Regions from separate parts of the Anser cygnoides genome. Here region 2 is linked to region 1. The links are chromatin contacts, called in public Hi-C maps. All regions are on one chromosome and are shown on one strand. The core of a region is the stretch at or near the end of the contact, and the rest is flanking DNA. Distances in the headings are between cores, read along the strand shown.

Region 1 (2,800 bases), core at 99-2,598:
CTTTACCTGCTCTCTCTCAATGCCCTAGGGAAGAATTTGTTGAAGCCTATGTAAATTACATCTTCAACCTCTCCATCCATGAGTGGTACACAGCTTTTTCCACTGGTTTCCTGAAAGTATGTGGTGGGAAGGTCCTGGAACTCTTCCAGCCCACAGAGCTCAGGGCCATGATAGTTGGAAACAGTAACTACAACTGGGAGGAACTGGAGGAGGTAAAGCTTCCCTCTTGTCATGTTTTTCTTCTTTTTTTTACGAGTACTAGGATTGGGCAGCTGCAAGAGGTGGGCACTAGGTTGGGTCAAGAGGTGTAGTAAGCTACGGATGTTTTTATATGTTTCTTGTACATCTTGCAATTATTCACATGAAAAGTTACTCTCTTACTTCACTATCCTGCTACTGATAAAGCTCGTGGAGGAAATTGGGGATGAAAAAGAAGAGGGGAGGAGGACTTCTATCTTTTTTTCGTAGGGATGAAGCCTAAGATTGAAAGAAAGAGACAAAATCAGAATCTTCATTTACAATAGAACTAACAAGGGCAAAAAGTACACAGCCAAGTGTTCAAAGGGAAGTCTGGACAGAACGCAAGAGTTGTATCCTCTCAAAACACGTGCAGATCAGCAAATATTTGTTTTGTCTCAGCCTTAGCAGTAGAAATGGCCTCACAGTGCAGAACACATGATCCTGTCCGCGAGTCCAGCCCGTGATCAGGTACACCAGGGTTCCTCGTTACACCTCTAATTAGCTGAATACCTAGAAGCCTAAATACTGGCCTTTCACCTGTAGCAAGAACACTTTCCTGTGTCTTTGAGCCATGCTGTTGCCTATGGCACATCCTGCACTCCATTTCTTAGCTGTCAGACGTCAGTCTGAGATACTAGAAGAGATCAGGTCGTGTTCCTACTTAGTCCTTGCGTTCTAGTGCTAGATGAAATTATGTGACTTTTTGTTTTTCTAATAGAGTGCCGTCTATAAGGGAGACTACACTGCGACACACCCAACCGTGAGGATGTTTTGGGAAACGTTTCATGCATTTCCCTTGGAAAAGAAGAAGAAATTTCTCTGTAAGTATTTTGCAGTGGTGCAGGCTGTCATCTGAAATTGACGAATCAATGTCACTGGGGGGTAGATGTCACTTTGTTTGGCAATAAAAGGGAAGAGGAGGAGAAATACGTGGTTTTAAGGGCAGGTGGTTCAGAGTTTGTTGCTGCAGCTGGCAACTGTTGCTCCCTTGGGGCATCATGTTGAGGGAATATTGTGTCCCAAGGGCAACCTGGGAAAGCACTGAAAAGAGCCAATCTTTATTTTTGGACTGGTTTTGTTTCCTGATCTTGTACCCACTAATGTGTATCTGTTTGGAAACAGTTGGTGTCAAGCACAGAGATGGAGGCATGCTGAGGAAAGCGCTGTTTTATTGAAGGATTATTCAGATTTAAGTGTCCTAAAAGAATCTAGCTCCAAGAAGTATTAAATCTCCGTGTGGCAGTTTTGCTGAGCTGGCAGTCACCATCCCCTTACTTGGCCAGACCTGAAGCAGTTGCTGTCTTTCTTTAGAGCATTGCTTCCAGCAAACCCAGCAACATGTGGCCAAATTCTTTGCTGGTGCAGCTCCACTGACTGCAGATTTCTTATGTATTGGCACATGCTTCCAGGAAAAAGCTTTGGAAATAAAAGCTGAGAGAGCTAGAAGAGTTCAGCATGGAGATGAGAAGGCACAAGGGGCATCGTATCACAGCCGTACAAGTGTGAGGGTGCCTGTCCTAACCAGCCTGCCTTCTCTCTGCTTCTCCTAGTGTTCCTGACAGGCAGCGACCGCATTCCCATCTACGGCATGTCAAGCCTTCGCATCGTCATCCAGTCCACAGCCAGCGGGGAGCAGTACCTGCCCGTGGCGCACACCTGCTACAATCTCCTGGACTTGCCCAAGTACAGCAGCAAGGAGATTCTCAGCGCCCGGCTGGTGCAAGCCATCGATCACTATGAGGGCTTCAGCTTGGCTTGACGTGTGTGGGAGAGGCACAGGCACTTGGGTACAGAGGAAGAAAGCAATGGGCTTGGCTTTATTTTTATAAAGGAAGGGATCAGAGCATTTTGGGGGAAAAATAATAGTAAGAATCATAGATGCAGATGATGCAGTCTCAGCCTGATGCTGCCAGTATTTTGTGGGGTTTAGCAGGGAGAGACTTTAGCTTTGAGTTTTCTGATCTACTGAACAAAATGAGTTTGGTGGGCTTTTTCGTTGTTTCCCCTCCAACTTCACAGCACTGCCCTCGCAGCAAATACTCGTAGTTTGCTTTTATTGCCCCCCCCCCCCCCCCCCCCCCCCCCTTTTTGTTCAGTTTAAACCTTTGGTGTTCCTTGCATTGAGGCTATGGTGGAAATTCAGGATGAAATAGTGATCTCCTTTTTGAAAAGCTGTGATTTCCCCCACCCTTTTTTTTTTTCTTCCCTTTTTAAATGCAAGCTGGTTCTTGCTTGCTTTGAATGGATATATCCCCCCTGCCCTCTGGTCCTTGGCAGATGGTACTGGGCTGGGGTGTCATTTGTGACCCACAGGACAGTGTATTAGTTGCGGTACATGCTCTGTCTTTTTGCACCAGTATATCTCACGGAGAGTAGGGTGGTTTGGGGGTTGGCATGTTTTTCTTTTGTCTTAAATTTTGTTTCTAAGCAGCGTCTTCTTAAAGAAGCTTCAGACTCCTCTGTGTTAAGGCTTGGGGAAGGACAAACAATATCCGTAATAACGGGTTTCTCAAACTGCCTCTCTCTTGTGTTGTTCTTCTGCTGGTAAGTCTACAAGTTA
Region 2 (3,006 bases), core at 159-2,658, 130 kb after region 1:
TTCCAAATGAGTTTTCTGAAAGAAGTATCTTTCAGTCATCCAGGGCTTTCACTGGTCTGCAAGCACGGCCCATTTTGCTTGGGCAGGCACAGCCCTGTTCTCCAGCAAAACTGCAGCCACAGAACAGATTGCAGTGGACAATTTTGACCCCAGGATCCCCTGCGAAAAGCAACGTTCATATTTGTCAAGCACTCTGAGGAGACCAGTCAACACAAAGATCATTACCAGTGTGTCCCTAGCCTGTACTTGCTACACATCTCCAATCAACACCATTTACAGATGGAGGCCCTTCTCAACTCCCAGTGTCACTGCGCTTCTTCAAGGGTAGAGAGAGGAGGTCAGGACGCAGCAGACTGTCCATAGGATACGCTACGTGATGTTTTCTGGAACTGCATAGTCTTGGAATTACTCTGAATATTTATATAAACAGCATTGCGTCAGGATTTAGGGGCAGCATGCACATTTCACACTGCTGTTGCACAGGCTTCTGGTAGCATGCCAAACCAGCTGTGTGGACTTCCTGAACTACCAACGTATCACATTTCTCTTTTTCAATAAAGGGCAGATCATTTACTCTTTGGTTTGGTAATGTGGACTATACCCTGCTTTAAAAAGGATTACAATCTCAGGTAAGATTTGTAGTTTTCACTCCAGCTATTTTTAACTGGGGGAATCACTCCCTAACATTTTTTATAGGAAGGAAAGTAATTGTGTATTATTCTCAGGCCAAACTTTTAGCTGATTTAAAAGATGCTGATACCAAACCCTGAAAATATTCCAAAGGAATTCTAAAATAATTACAAAGCTTCAACAGGAGGGAATACAGAGGTTGTAACAGAGTTTGTAACTGCCTTCACTGTAGACATAGAGTGAAGTGGCTCCAGATTCAAAGTTATTTTTTAATAACCTGTTGGCTCAGAAACACCTTGACCTACTTTCTTCATAGTTTACAAAAAGAACACTCAGGCATGCTTGCTGTTGGTACCATTTTGCAACAAATACCCTTGCACATACTTTGATAAGTGAATAGATAATTCTGCCAATCCTGCACAGTTGGTTGATCATTTAACTGTAAACACAGTCTCATCTACCACTGAAACTAATCTGAACCCTACGAAAGTAATCAGTGCCTTTCAGAGCAATTTATGATACATTTTCCAGCACATGAAAAAAAACAACTGATTTTTCTTCAAACTTAACCAAAACCTTCCCCTTGCCATAACAGCTAACCCTAATAAAAAATATAATGGAACTAGAACTAGAGATTATTGTACAATACATGCAAACTTAACTGTAAAGGTACATCACAGCTAAACAGACTTTTGGAGAACCAGGTTTGTGATTTACACCAGTAACTTTTTTTTGAAACAACAAAGCTTGGTGGCTAAGTCTGCTAAGTATGGATATGTATCTCATTTCCATAGAAATCACTGGGGGAATTTTCTATTTCCTGTGGGAAGCAAGAATGAATGAGACTTTCCACAAACAGCACAGTTCACAAAGTACATCAATAGTTTCTGGCGCAATACAGTGATATGACCTTTGTGGGACAGGGATGCAGAACAGGGAACGTGCAACTTATACAAAATTTCCACTTAAAGTGATTTAAGTGAAGGAACATAATCAAATGCATCTCATGAGTCAGACATGGTTAAATCTAAGAGATCCAAAAGAAAGCACAGCTATGACCAAAAAAATTTAAAAAAGGGACTTTCTGAAACAACGGCACCTTCCTACCCAGCACTTCCTGAACCCTGTCCTTGGGCCCCAGACAACTTTACTAAATGATATTTTACAGAGAAAGGTATTTTACACAGCCCACATACAACCTGTTTATTACTTTATTGACTGCACTTAGGGAAAGGCAGAGTTCTTCTCCAGCACACCCTTAACAGTCTGTAGAGCCCCAGACAGGAAAGGAAGAGAAAACATGGTTGTGTTCTCCCTGCTCCAGGCAATAACTAAACTTCATCTCCACTGCAGGCCAAAAAAAGTGGGAGGAAAACCTGAGGACAACAGTGTGAAAACTTTGCACTGTCTTCCACTGGGGATCTGTTCAGAGGATGTTCCTCTACATCGTTCCTCCTCTACATGTATCCTATTTGCCTGCTTTACTGTAAAGAGCATATCTCTAGTAACATGTACCCACTCACTTCGCAGCTTCTTAGGAAGACAGCAATAAGAGGCATCAACTGCCTGCAGCAAAAGAACTCCCACTGCCCCAAATGGTCCAGGAACAGGGCCAACCACCGTCTAGTCTGCATAACAATACGGACTAATACGGATGGATTAGATCAACAAATCATTTAGGCAAACAGCTGTGCAAGTTTCAACTTTCTAAAGCTGAAGTGATGTTCTTCCTTACAGATTATCTACTACTTAAAGGTTAAAAAAACATGCTATGATTGGTACATTCTATGCTATGATTGGTAAAGTCTGTTGTTACTTGCAAACTGGCTTGTTTCTAATGGTCAATCACATCCCTCAGTGAGAACTGGAAATTTAGACAATATGTGCTTTGGGGCTCAGTGGATAATAAACGTGATTAGCAGATGACGTTGTTATAATATTTCAGAGTCCATTAGAACGAAATTCCAAGTAATCACCCTAGCAAAACAGAAGCAAACCTGTGTCCTAGAGAGACTGCAGTTATTGTCTACAAGCTTGCTCTAACAAACCAATTGATAATTTCAGTTTATATTTTGCAGATATAACTGGATTGGAAAAGCATAAATAGTCCAGATTTTACCAAATATGCAAGAAACAGTTTTCTCTCTTTTCTAACGCCATTGTGATTTCTGCCAAGACTCAGAGTTGCACATCTGGGAGACGCCTGGGAGCAGATTAAAGCTAAAGTCAAAGGAAATACAGAACAAAGTATGTAAGCTAAGAAACAGAGAGTACTGCTTATGATGTCTGCATAAAATTCTCCCGAAAGAAAGCACACTGAAGGATGGAAATTTTTACCTCTCACTTACCCTGGTAAAGCTGAATGAACTTGGGCTG

Evidence for each region. A called contact is a pair of places that touch in the nucleus more often than the background predicts.
Region 2: a contact with region 1 is called in a Hi-C map of liver, with 2.7 times the contacts expected there. The contact joins two enhancer-like sites. A contact is called at or near these places in 2 of 7 Hi-C or Micro-C datasets (both in liver).

Annotation. Positions count from the first base shown.
Region 1 is chr4:68,885,368-68,888,167 of Taihu_goose_T2T_genome, forward strand. FAM13A (family with sequence similarity 13 member A) reads right to left here. Exons shown (of 21, transcript XM_048052161.2): 21 at 2,306-2,800. It overlaps LOC106046091 (probable E3 ubiquitin-protein ligase HERC3), which reads left to right. Exons shown (of 25, transcript XM_066996351.1): 23 at 29-212; 24 at 959-1,061; 25 at 1,791-2,800. The coding sequence ends at 1,999. Among named protein-coding and RNA genes, the nearest start is that of MBOAT4, 84 kb to the left of the region's middle. Within about 2 kb of position 1,349, at least 2 of the 3 cell types and tissues checked have open chromatin away from gene starts, as enhancers often do. A contact at or near this core is called in liver, where this site is marked.
Region 2 is chr4:69,016,318-69,019,323 of Taihu_goose_T2T_genome, forward strand. FAM13A (family with sequence similarity 13 member A) reads right to left here. Exons shown (of 21, transcript XM_048052161.2): 3 at 2,979-3,006. Among named protein-coding and RNA genes, the nearest start is that of FAM13A, 7.4 kb to the right of the region's middle. Within about 2 kb of position 1,409, at least 2 of the 3 cell types and tissues checked have open chromatin away from gene starts, as enhancers often do. A contact at or near this core is called in liver, where this site is marked.